2 separate regions of the Macaca mulatta genome follow, and region 2 is linked to region 1. The links are chromatin contacts, called in public Hi-C maps. All regions are on one chromosome and are shown on one strand. The core of a region is the stretch at or near the end of the contact, and the rest is flanking DNA. Distances in the headings are between cores, read along the strand shown. Region 1 holds the start of ZMPSTE24 (zinc metallopeptidase STE24). Region 2 holds the start of RLF (RLF zinc finger).

The links. Hi-C and Micro-C count contacts between places; a contact is called where the count stands out from the background.
Region 2: a contact with region 1 is called in a Hi-C map of fetal cortex germinal zone, with 2.1 times the contacts expected there. The contact joins the promoter of RLF here to the promoter of ZMPSTE24 in region 1. A contact is called at or near these places in 3 of 14 Hi-C or Micro-C datasets (cortical neurons, fetal cortex germinal zone and liver).

The regions. Positions count from the first base shown.
Region 1 is chr1:200,510,506-200,517,132 of T2T-MMU8v2.0, reverse strand. It overlaps ZMPSTE24 (zinc metallopeptidase STE24), which reads left to right and starts at 2,306. Exons shown (of 10, transcript NM_001257446.1): 1 at 2,306-2,557; 2 at 4,861-5,007. The coding sequence starts at 2,435.
Region 2 is chr1:200,611,483-200,618,109 of T2T-MMU8v2.0, reverse strand. It overlaps RLF (RLF zinc finger), which reads left to right and starts at 3,779. Exons shown (of 7, transcript XM_077962373.1): 1 at 3,779-4,028.

The DNA.
Region 1 (6,627 bases), core at 1,057-3,556:
CCTACTCTCCTATCTCTTCAGACACATGGTGACCGATCAATGCTATGATGCCCCCCTCCCAAGCAGTAGCTAACCTTTATTGGGCACTCAGAGCCATCTACATTGCTAGGAGCTTTACATGAATTTTCTCATTTGATCTTAACAATACAAGAAAGTAAGTACATACTATGTTATTCTCATGTTACTGAGGAGGATCTGATGCACAGACAGATTAAATAACTTGCTAATACATGGTGCAGCCATGGCTGGCAATCAAGCAGCTTGACTCTAAACCTGTGCCCTTAGCCACAAAACTTGGGTGGTAGAAGCTCCTGTGAGGCTTTGGACTCAAAGACAGCTGAAGACAAGAGTGAAGAGGGCATAGCAATGATGGCCTGAGGGACAGAAAATTTTGAAAAAGTGTTTACCCCTCATATTTTTAAGTTGGTATCTAACAGGTTTCATCATAAATTCAAATAGTTGCAATAGATGTAAATTCTTGCAAATTATAAATACTGACATTTTAAGATAAAACTGTTCTTTTCAAGATAAAGAATTTTAAAAACTGTTAAATCACTCTTTATAATGTATCCAAGAGAATCTATATAACTGAATAACCACATTATCCATTAAAACATACACTAATGAGCTCTTCAACATTGTTCTTTTATTATCTCTAACATATTTAGATTGTACTCTAACAAAAAAAATGTTATTCAAATGTAATACTTTGATGTCTGAACAACCTTTTATTGATCACTTCTTGGCAATAAAAATACGACATGTAGTAAACTTTAAAAAAATTTCCTGTAACTTTATGGCTCTACACTGGAATTCTTCTGAAGCGAGTAATCATCACAATAATCTTCAGTATATAATGGATCAAAATGACACGATTACAAATATCGATAATACGTAGTTATAAAAGGTGAAATTCTATTGGGAACACATCTCTTAGTCAGATAGATGGGGCTGACCCACCAATTAATTCATTTATCTGGATGAATACTTCCTACTGATGGATTAACAGGGTTCAGTTTCAATTCTGTTGTTTTCACAGATACAAGTGCTGAGAAATAGTTTTACATAAACAAATAGGTGAGAATGCTAGTAGTTTTGTTGTAAGAATGTCAATCAATCGTTTGGTTTCTTTCTGAGTTGCATGCCAAAAACCAAACAGTGTTCCTTCATCAGCTGACAATTCAATAGGGCTACCATTAATTTTGTTGAAAGCAAAGAACTGGAAACCATCTGACTTGAAAAGAATTTGTTATCCTATTATTAGAGTCATCCACTTTCTCTAGTGACTTTTAATTATACTAATTACTCTCAGAGGCATTTAGGCAGGGTTGAGAAATTCAAGATATTAATTTCAATACATTTTTAGCATCACAATATCACAGTAATTTAAATATATTTTAGTTGTAGCTATTTAGCTCACTTTATTGTAAATAATTATGCTAATTAGCAACGATAGTATGTTTAACCAATTAATCATCAGATTAACTTTCGGTCAGAATAATTGACTTCACTTTTTAAGTCAAAGAAATGTACAGGTGTCCCAGTCACCATATTTCACTTCTGAATTCCAAGAGAGAAATGGCATTGCGCCTTACTGATGCAAATTTGTGCCCTAAAGTAAGACGCTTTCATTTCAGGTATGTCTAACCCACGAGATCCTTGCTTTGTTCCAGGGCACTCTCGCAGGGAAAACGCCGCCTCTGACTACACTTGGGGTGGTTGAGACGAGATTTTCAAACGCTTGAATTCTCTCATACGCTTGAATTCCGAACACCCCAATACTGGCCAAAAGACTCCATTTCTAATGCCTGGTCTCGCTTTTGAGTTAGCTGTAATTCAGAGGCACGATTTTTAGAGACTGGGAAATCGGCTGCTGTCGCGTCCTTCCAAGCCACCTCAGGCGGGAGCCGCGGTCCACTCAGTCCGGCCCCAGCCCCGACTACCTGTCGCCTTGTTGGGGGAAGGAGGGCAGATACTGCAGCCCAGTCAAGGTAAGCCGCTGACCCAGGGGGATGGAACTGCGGATCTGGAGATTAGAAAGCCAAGAACATCGCCGCGTTCACGGGCCCAGGAGGAAAGCCAGAACCCTAGACCGGAACCCAGCGTCAAGAGGTGGGGGAAGAATGTTGATGCAACACAACTCAGCAGGTCCGGGAACTTGGCGTCTGGGTCTCCGCCCTCTTTGGGCCGGAAGTGAGGAAGGTGGGGCTGGGGCTTTTCTGTAGAAACTAGGAGGGACTGGGTAGAGTCTGCAAAGGGAAGAGTGTGTCTGTGACACTGCCAGCAGCGCGCAGAGGGAGGGATGGGGGCGGGTATCGGAATAGGGGCCCTCGGAAAGAACGGATATCGCTGTGACACCGCGGGGACGCTCTGAGGGGACGAGTGTCGGTGTGGCACCGGTGCATGCTGAAGGAGCCGGCGGAACCGGGTGGCCATGGGGATGTGGGCATCGCTGGACGCTTTGTGGGAGATACCGGCCGAAAAGCGTATCTTCGGAGCCGTGCTGCTCTTCTCCTGGACAGTGTATCTTTGGGAGACCTTCTTAGCACAGCGGCAGGTGAGCCTAGACAGGGTCCAACCTGACCCCCACACCCGGCCAGCCCTGGACTAGCCTTGACTTCGACCCTGAGACTCTTGATTGCTCCAGTCCCTGCGCCAGTCTTGTCTCTGTGGTCCCTGCTGAGTCTGGTAACTTGGTCCGATGGCGGGCTGTGGCTTTGAGGGGGATCTTGGTGCGTCAAAGAAGTTTTCTGTAACGTTATCATGGGACCTAATCCCGTTAGGGCCTGGAGGAAGGCTTGGGCTCTTGTGCCCTCCCTGCAGCTTCCTTGGGATCCTTGGGCCCAGACTTGGCCTCCTTTATCTTTGGAATAAGCCTTCAAAAGGATTTAGACACCCAACTTCCTCATGACATTTATGTAATCATGCCTAACCATAGGATTTTGCAGTCCTTCCAAGAACTTGCGCCCTTAAAGAGCATATATTATTTCTGCTGAAAACAAAACAAAACAAAACAAAACTTATCGGGCTGGGCGCGGTATCTCATGCCTGTAATCCCAGCACTTTGGGAGGCCGCGAGGCAGGTGGATCACCTGAGGTCAGGAGTTCAAGACCAGCCTGACCAACGTGGCAAAAACCCCTCTCTACTAAAAATAGAAAAATTAGCCGGGTGTGGTGGCGTGCACCTGTAGTCCCAGCTATTTGGGAGGCTGAGGCAGGCGAATCGCTTGAGCTGAGATTGCACCACTGCACTCCAACCTGGGTGACAAGAGTGAAACTCGGTCTCAAAAAAAATAAAATTAAAAAAATATATATATTTCTCATTTTCTATAAAATCATCATTTTAGTTTAAAGTATTAAAATGGTAAAATAGAAAGTGAAAGTTAACAATTTACCTGAGATAACCATGAATTAGAGATCTAAACTTTTGTTTATTTTTAATCTTTATTTATTTATTTCATTTTAGACGGAGTCTAGCTCTGTCGCCAGGCTGGAGTACAGTGGCGCGATCTCGGCTCACTGGTTCAAGTGATTCTCCTGCCTCAGCATCCCGAGTAGCTGGGATTACAGGCACGTGCCACCATGCCCAGCTAATTTTTGTATTTTTAGTAGAGATGGGGTTTCACCATCTTGGCCGGGATAGAATATTTATTTATTTTATTCAGAGACAGGGGCTCACTCTGCCACCCAGGCTCAAGAGCAATAGCATCATCATAGCTCACGGCAGCCTCGAACTCCTGGGCTCAAACGACCCCTCCACCTCCACCTCAGCCTTCTGAGTAGCTAGGACCACAGGTGCGGCTCACTGTACCTGGCTAATTTTTTGATTGTTTTATAGAGCTGTTGCCCAGGCTGGTGTGGAGTTCCTGGACTCAAGTCATCCTGCTGCCTCGACCTCCCAAAGGGCTGGGATTACAGGCGTGAGCCACCGTGCTCTACCTGCCCTCAGCTTTTATTGGCACACAACAATATATAGGGAAAGCATGTTGTAGTGGCCCATTATTTTGTTTGGTATCCATTCTCTGTATTACATTTCCTGAACTGAAATTACCCTTACCTTTTAGAATTTAGTATAATGAGAAAGTTGATCTTTCTCCTAAAGAGATAGAGTCTCTGTCACCCAGGGTGTAGTGCTGTGGCACAATATGGGCTTACTGCAACCTCTGCCTCCCAGGCTCAGGTGATCCTCCCACCTCAGCCTCCCAAGTAGCTGGGACCACAGGTGCACACCACCACACTCTGCTAATTTTTGTATTTTTTGTAGAGACAGGATTTCACCACATTGCTCAGGCCAGTCTCGAAATCCTGGGCTCAAGGAATCCTGCCCGTGCCTTCCAAAGTGCTGGAATTACAGGCGTGACCCAGTGTGCCTGACTGAAAGTTGCTCTTTTCTCACAGACCTGATATGTTTCCATCTGGTACTCCTCAAGTTTCTGGCATTTAGGACCAAATTTAATGAGCAGCCTCAGTATCTGTTCATACTCACGGTTAGCATGTGTGCTTCTCCTTTCCATGAGTTTGTTTTCCATATTATAGGAGGTATGTAAACCTAGAATGAGTAGTACGTGTTACAAAGTTGTGATGTTACAACTTTGGTTTACATATACAAACTGAAGTGTGGTGACAACCCTGATTATAGTTTTACCAGTCAGCTAACCTCAGGTTCTCTTGTTCTGCTTTTATTTTCCTGCATCAGTCATTTCAGTGGTTAATGTATTTGATCAAGTGCAATATTTGTGTAGGTATAAAGCAAATTCAACAGAAATAAGTGGCAAGCCATAAACCATTCAATGTTTGATCATAAATGACTATTGTAATAATCGACTGTTTCACTTAAGTGTTTTCTTTAAAATATTTCAGAGAAGAATATATAAAACAACAACTCATGTACCACCAGAATTAGGACAGATCATGGATTCTGAAACATTTGAGAAATCTCGACTGTATCAACTGGATAAAAGCACTTTCAGCTTCTGGTCAGGACTCTATTCAGAGATTGAAGGCACTGTGAGTAATTTACTTCTTGGAGAGACAGTCTGTCAAATTGTTTAATACTTCATAATGGTTGTTTTCATTTTCATATTTTTGTAACACAAAAGAGGGTGCCACACTTACAAGTCCCAGCATGCTTTCTTAACCTTTGTTATTGGTAGTAATGGCTGTGGAGCAAAAAAAACAGAAACACAACTGCTTAGTCAGTTTAAAACTATAGAATATGGGAACTATTACCCTGAAGCCAGGTAGAAAAAAGATCCTCTTCCATTAGGATCCAGCTGAGATGTCATGTCTTCCAAGAAACCAATTGAAACTCCCTGCCTGATGAATGTGGGTAGGGTAGCATCCTATCATTATTCCTGTCAGAGTACTTACCGCATTATGTTGAATTTGCCTGGATTTTTTTTTTTCTTCCGGCACGGTCTCGCTCTGTCACCCAGGCTGAAGTACAGTAGCATGATCTTGGCTCACTGCAACCTCTGCTTCCCAGGCGCAAATGATCCTCCCATCTCAGCCTCTTGAGTAGCTGGGACTACAGTTGCATTCCACCACGCCCTCTCAAAGTGCTGGGATTACAGGCATGAGCCACTGTGCCTGGCCTGATTTGACTGTTTAATTGGCAGACTGGTAGTTCCTTAAAGAAATAGTACTTTAAGGTCTTGTTCATCATTTTATACCTAGTGCATGGCATGTAATCAGCATGTAGTTCCTATTTACTGAATGAAATAATGTGGGGTTTCTTTTTGTTGTTGCTTTTTTGTTTTGTTTTGTTTTTGTTTTTGTCTTGCTCTGTCACCCAGACTGGAGTGCAGTGGCACGATCTTGGCTCACTGCAACCTCCGCTTTCCGGGTTCAAGCGATTCTCCTTCCTTAGCCTCCTGAGTAGCTGGGACTACAGGCATGTACCACCACGCCTGGCTAATTTTTTTGTATTTTTAGTAGAGATGGAGTTTCACTGTGTTAGCCAGGATGATCTCAATCTCCTGACCTCGTGATCTGCCTGCCTCGTCCTCCCAAAGTGCTGGGATTACAGTCATGAGCCACTGTGCCCTGCCACTTTTATTATTTTTATCATCCTGATCATCATCATCATCATTTCTCTAGAACTTTTAGATCCACTAGTACCACTAAGAGAAAGATTCCTAAATTTAAAAGAATTATGATCAGATACCATCATTGTTTCGTGAGTTAAAGAAACTGGCTTTATGTAGCTGTGTTAAATGACAGAATTGGGCCGGGCGCGGTGGCTCAAGCCTGTAATCCCAGCGCTTTGGGAGGCCGAGACGGGCGGATCACGAGGTCAGGAGATCGAGACCATCCTGGCTAACACAGTGAAACCCCGTCTCTACTAAAAATACAAAAACTTAGCCGGGCGAGGTGGCAAGCGCCTGTAGTCCTAGCTACTCGGGAGGCTGAGGCAGGAGAATGGCGTGAACCCGGGAGGCGGAGCTTGCAGTGAGCTGAGATCCGGCCACTGCACTCCAGCCTGGGTGACAGAGCGAGACTCCGTCTCAAAAAAAAAAAAAAAAAAAAAAAAAAAAAAAAAAAAAAAAAATGACAGAATTGTCTAGCTCATCACAAAATTTTTCTTAACAAGTATGGAATAATAAGACTAGTGTGGTTAGATCCAAA
Region 2 (6,627 bases), core at 2,530-5,029, 100 kb before region 1:
AAGCCTGAATAGTAGTGGTAAATAAAGCAAATATTTATCCGGGTGTGGTGGTGTGCACCTGTAATCCCAGCTACTCAGGAAGTTGAGGTGGTAGAAGAATCTCTTGCACCCAGGAAGTGGAAATTGCAGTGAGCCGAGATCACCCCACTGCACTACTCCAGCCTGGTGACAGAGGAATACTCCGTCTCAAAAAAACAAAACAAAAAAAAAAAAAAAAAAAAAAAAAAAACAAAGAAAGAAAGAAAAGGAAAGAAAAGAAAAGAAAAAAAGCCAGGCTTGTTGTTGCATTTCTGTAGTCTCAGCTACTCAAGAGGCTGACATGAGAGGCTTGCTTGAGTCCAGGGAGGCTGAGGCTGCAGTGAGCTGTGATCATACCACTGCACTCCAGCATGGGTGACAGAGTGAGACCCTGCTTCAAGAAAGCAAATATTTAAGATTGTACTTGTGCTGAGAGTGAGCGCTGGATCTCAAATGATAGGGGTGCCCATGTGTTCTTTAATATAGTTACTCTGTGTGTGTGTGTGTGTGTGTGTGTGTGTGTGTGTGTATAAGAAAGAGACAGAGGCCGGGCGCGGTGGCTCAAGCCTGTAATCCCAGCACTTTGGGAGGCCGAGGCGGGCGGATCACAAGGTCAGGAGATCGAGACCACAGTGAAACTCCGTCTCTACTAAAAATACAAAAAATTAGCCGGGCGCGGTGGCGGGCGCCTGTAGTCCTAGCTACTCAGGAGGCTGAGGCAGGAGAATGGTGTGAACCCAGGAGGCGGAGCTTGCAGTGAGCCGAGATCGCGCCACTGCACTCCAGCCTGGGCAACAGCGTGAGACTCCGTCTCAAAAAAAAAAAAAAAAAAAAAAAAGAAAGAGACAGAGAGGTTCGTGTGGCCCTCTAAAGTGTGGGACCCCGGGCAGGGCTCCTTTTGCCTGGGCTTAGAGTGGTATTGTCATAAGCACATACATGTATCAGAATTGGGTGAGTGCAGTAGTGAGTATAGATAGAAAAGAAGTTGACGGACTATGCCTGGGACACTTAGAAATCACAAAGAAAAGAGAGAATAAAAAAAAAGAAATCAAGGCAAAAAAAAAAAAAAAAAAGCCAGAATGTACAGACTTGGAATCCAAGAGAAATTAAACGTTGGGGAATTATCAACAATGCCAAATACTGCTAAGAGATTGACTAAACAAGGACTGAGAATTCACCTTTGGACACACAAAAAAGTAGAACTCAGTGGTGGTGTTAAAATGAGCTGTTTCAGTGAGTGGTGGGGATAAAACCTGACTAAGAAGAGTTCAAGTATGAATGAGAAGAGGGTAAGTAGAAACAGAGGGTCTGGCCAGCTCTTTAGAGAAGTTTTTCTATAATAGGAAGCAAAGAAGTGGGAGGGAAGCTAGATGAAGATGTGGTGGAGTCATCAGAGATTTATTTTTCTTTTTGCCTAATAGAGGTGGAACAGCTGATGGCCCTACATCTTCAGCTGAAGCTCCATAGTCACACATCCAAATGCCTATCTGGCATCTCCATTTAAATGTCTGATAGGAAAATCAAACTTAACCTGTTCCAAATAGAACTCTCGATTCTCCCTCACTCTTTCCCCAATCTGTTCTTTCCTAAGCCTTCCTTTTCTCGGTAAACATCATTGCCAGCCATTCAAACCAAAAGCCATGTAGCCATTCCAGATTCTTTCCTTTTCCTCACAAACAGTGCATCAGCCCGTTAGTTCTACTTCCAAAATACATCTCTAACTTGATCATCTGGGAGTACTGCAATAGCTTCCCGGCATTCATTCTCACCTCTCATCACCTATTCTCATATGGCAGCAAGAGTGTAAATCGGACGAAGTTACACCTCTGCTTAAAGCTTTGATTACTCAGTAAAACAATGATTACTCAGTACACTTCAAATCCCCACTGCTTACCTTGAGCTGTACTGTCCTACATGATCTGGCCCTTTGCTCCTTCTCCAATCTCATCTTCACCTCTTCCCCTCTCTTGCACCATATTCCAGACATGCTGGCCTAAACCTAATTTATTTGTATTACAAATATATAAACAAATACAGAATTTTTTATATATATATATTTTTTTTTTTTTTTTGAGACAGAGTCTTGCTCTGTTGCCCAGGCTGGAGTGCAGTGGCGTGATCTTGGCTCACTGCAAGCTGCAAGCTCTGCCTCTCAGGTTCACACCAGTCTCCTGCCTCAGTTTCCCGAGTAGCTGGGACTACAGTCGGCTGCCACCACGCCTGGCTAATTTATTTTTATTTTTTTTTAGTAGAGACAGGGTTTCACCGTGTTAGCCAGGATGGTCTCCATCTCCTGATCTTATGATCCGTCCGCCTCGGCCTCCCAAAGTGCTGGGATTACAGGCGTGAGCCACTGTGCCCGGCCCGAGAACTGTTTTGGATACTAATCCAAGCAATGGTTTACGACCGGGCGCGGTGACTCACGTCTGTAATCCCAGCACTTTGGAAGGCCAAGGCGGGCAGATCACTTGAGGCCAGGAGTTCGAGATCAGCCTGGCCAAAACAGTGAAACCCCGCCTCTACTAAAAATACAAAAACTAGCCAAGCATGATGGCGGACGCTTAGAGTGCCAGCTACTTTGGGAGGCTGAGGGACAAGAATCACTTAAACCTGAGAGGCAGAGGTTGCAGTGAGCCTAGATCATGCCACTGCACTCCAGGCTGGGTGTCAGAGTGAGACCCTGTCTCAAAAAACAACAACAATAAACCATGGTTATATATATGGGGAATATCATCTAGTCTGTGGCTTGTCTTTGTATGCTATCTTTTTAAACTTGTTATACAGAAGTAACACATTTTAATACAGTCAAATCTAAATATATTCCCTTATGGTTTGTGCTTTTCCGGTCTTATTAAGAAATTCTTAGCCAGGCGCAGTGGCTCACGCCTGTAATCTCAAAACTTTGGGAGGCCGAGGCGGGCGGATCACCTGAGGTCGAGTTCGAGACCAGCCTTGGAATGGAGAAACCCCGTCTCTACTAAAAATACAAAATTAGCCGGGCATGGTGGCACATGCCTGTAATCCCAGCTACTCAGGAAGCTGAGGCAGGAGAATGCTTGAACCAAGGAGGCGGAGGTTGCGGTGAGCCGAGCAAGATAGCGCCGTCGCACTCAAGCCTGGGCAACAAGAGTGAGGCTCCGTCCAAAAAAAAAAAAAAAAAAAAAATTCCTCCCTTTTTGACATTATAAAGCTATTTTTGTTTTCTGAAAAATGTTTTCAGGTCTTTAATCCATCTCGGCCTTATTTTTGGATACGGTTTGAGGTAGAAATCTAATCATTTATTTCCCTTTTGGAAAAAATGTCTCATCGCCATTTATTGAAGAGTCCGTCCTTTCGCCCACTGACTTGAAATGCCGTCTTTATCATAAACCAAGTTCCCTTGATGTTACTCTTCATTTCGGCCTCACAATCTTCGCTTATTTTCCTTCTACCAGGGATGCTTTTCGCTATGTTCCTTTCAGGGCTACCTTCAGATCGCAGTTCAAATGTCATCCCCCTCATATCCAGATTGCTCTACAGGCATTTCTGGCTCCGTGATCCCATGACCTCAAAGGGGTCTAGATGGGCATAGCCTCTGACCAGTTGTTGCTGGGTTGTTGTCAGGACTGGTGATGCGTAGGCCACTGAGAGGAGGAGCACCCGGAGTCCAAGTGACGGAATCAGGCGGGCGCCCGCGTCGCTAAGGAGTGCGTCACCATGCGCGGGCGGACGGGGGCAGGGCCAGGGCTGAGTCACGTGGCTTGGTTGCCTACGCGCTGGTGGGCCGTGGGAAGATGGCGGACGGAAAGGGAGACGCCGCCGCTGTCGCCGGGGCTGGGGCTGAGGCTCCGGCGGTAGCGGGAGCCGGAGATGGAGCCGAGACTGAGTCCATGGTTCGGGGTCATCGCCCCGTATCTCCAGCGCCGGGAGCCTTGGGACTGCGGCCGTGTCTGTGGCAGCTGGAGACAGAGCTGAGGGAGCAAGAGGTGTCGGAGGTCTCATCTTTGAACTACTGCCGGAGCTTCTGCCAGGTGAGGGGCTGACTGGCTGGCTGAGGGCGGCGGGGCGGGGAAGTCAGGGAAAGAGGCCCTGGATACTCTGCAAGCAGCCGGGTCCGAACTGAAAGGCGCCACCTCAGTGACTCGCCGCGCCCCCGGGCCGGGAAGGCCCAGCTCGGAAGCTCGACCGCTGGCCCCCCTGCGCCACTGCCCGACTTTGGCCACCCCTGGGGCGTTTTGCTCTGAGCCTTACTGAGATCCCGGAGGGCCCTGGCGGGTCCCTGGAAGGGCTGTGCCCTGTCGCCGTTGCCTGTGTCCTGACCGGGTGGTTGGAGCGCCACTGCCCCCTGAGGGATTGATTGCTTGTCCCTGCCGGGAGATCCTTTTTTGAGTGGAGTGCCGATCTCCGAACTGTTAAACCCGGGTTTTTCTGAATAATCCAGAGAGGCGTGTTGGGGCCAGAGATTTATTTTTGGAGTTAACATCTTTTGGGCTCCTAAAAGGTATGACAGTTGGCTTCGAAAGGCGTCTAGGGCTTTCTGATTAGGGATTGCAGAGCCGGTTGGTTGGCTGTTTTTTTCTTTTTTCTTTTTCTTTCTTTCTTTCTTTCTTTTTTTTTTTTTTGACGTTTAAGCTGTTCTTTCGTCTTTTCTGTATTTCTTTGAGAGGATTGTGCTACCGAGAATAAGGCTGACTCTTTGGGTAGAAGAGGATGGGAAGAGGGATGTAGAGTGTGGCCTCTTTTGGCAGTCGTATGATCATTTCTGTGCCATGGTGGGTCCTAACCTATGATTACATATTTATGGGTGTGTTTAGTCTCCATGACCACTCCGAGATTTTTCTGTATATTTTCAAGTCTTTTACAAATATGAATATTGGCCATTATTATTTCTACTTCCAGTGTTTGTTCTGTCAGGTTTCAGAGGCACCCCTCTGCTCCTTATCTGTTGTACCTTAGAAAATGCAAAATAATCGTAGTATGTTGGTACTTGGAGTCTTAATAAGTAGTCCAGTATGCTGAATAAATTGCGGCGTTCTAAAATAATAATTTTGGGGGGCAATTTGCTCTGTTGGTCCGGAGTAGAATAAAAGTTAGGTTGCTTGATTGCTTTTCTCCCTCTCTCTGCCGAGACAGAAGCACTTCATCTCTTTGAATGGAATTTTGTCCTTACTCATCTTTTCCATGGATTGTACCACTCCAGTTTTTGTGTGTACAACCTGCAACATTGCCCTGTACTATTAAATGTTAATGTATTGTTCTCAGCTTCCTTAGCAGTAATCATCCTTGTTTAGTAAGCTAATTTATTTTACAAATTTTTACTGACTTTATAGGATAGTGCCAGGGACTTTACCAAGTGCTGGGGAAACATGAGTAAGACAGCACTTAGCCTTGATGAACTTACAAGTTGGTGGGAGGTGGTAGAAATGACAGTATTTCCAGTGCGGTTTTGGTAATGATTGAAAAGGAGGTGTTGTAGAGACAATGGTGAGGAGAGAGCCCTCATGGGATATCCCGATGGGAAAGACAATTAACTAGTAAAAATAAGTAAAAAGATTAATTATAAATTGTAATATGTGCTTAGAAAGAAGTAACTGGGAGAGGCCACTTTAGATAGTAGACCCTGTGGGCTGCAAGGATGAAAATGAGTCACCGTGAAGGTCTCGGGTGGGGAAGCATCCCAGTGCCAAAGGTAGAGATTGGTCAGGACCCAGAATGCTATGGGAGAAGGGGAAACTAATGGAAGGAGAGTGGTGGTGCAGAAAACAACTGTGGGTTTTGGGTAAGACTTCTAAGCTTGAGTTGTCTCCCTGGAAAGATGACAAGAATGAATGTAACCAGTCACATTGAAACTTGTCAAAGGATCACATATATATGTATTCTGCTTTATGTCTAGTGCTTGCAACTGCAGTTTTATTTAACGTAATATTTTAATGTCTTGAGTCTTGGTGACACCAGAGATGTGATGGCCCAGAAGAATTTTTAAAAGAAAGCATGTGTAATTTGTCTTTTCTATGAAGTTTTTTTTTTTAACCTAAAATTTTTCCAAAAATTGTTTTTTAGACTAATAAATGAAGTAAGAACAAGTATTCCTGTAGCACTATATTGTAATAGAAAGTACATGGGATTGGGGGTTAGTTGGGTCTTGACTGTGACTTTACCACTTCTTAGCTAATAATCTTGGGTAACCATGTCTGCAAAACTATCTTATTTTCTGATCTTTATCTCCTTATAATGCCTTATACAATCAGAATAGAAAGTTTGTGTACAAGTCTTCACAAAATTTGTCATATTTTTGACACATTTTTCCCTGTAGTCCAGATAAAATCAACTATGTCCTTGATGACCTGATACAGAAAAAGTAAAAATTGTATGAAGAAGCAGGAAAATTTTCACCATCAATAAATTTTGTTGAATAACTCTTGGTTTCACATTTGAAAAGAAGAATAAGATATATTCATTCACTTAAGGAGCACTGATTGTGTGACAGTTCTGAAGATGGGAACCTAGTAAGACAGTTTTCTCGGACTCTAGGAGAGGAGCACATAATATATAAAGATAGGTAGTAGGCATTTTTACATTATCATAAAGGCCTGACCCCTGCTTATGGGATGCTTAATACTACAAATGTAT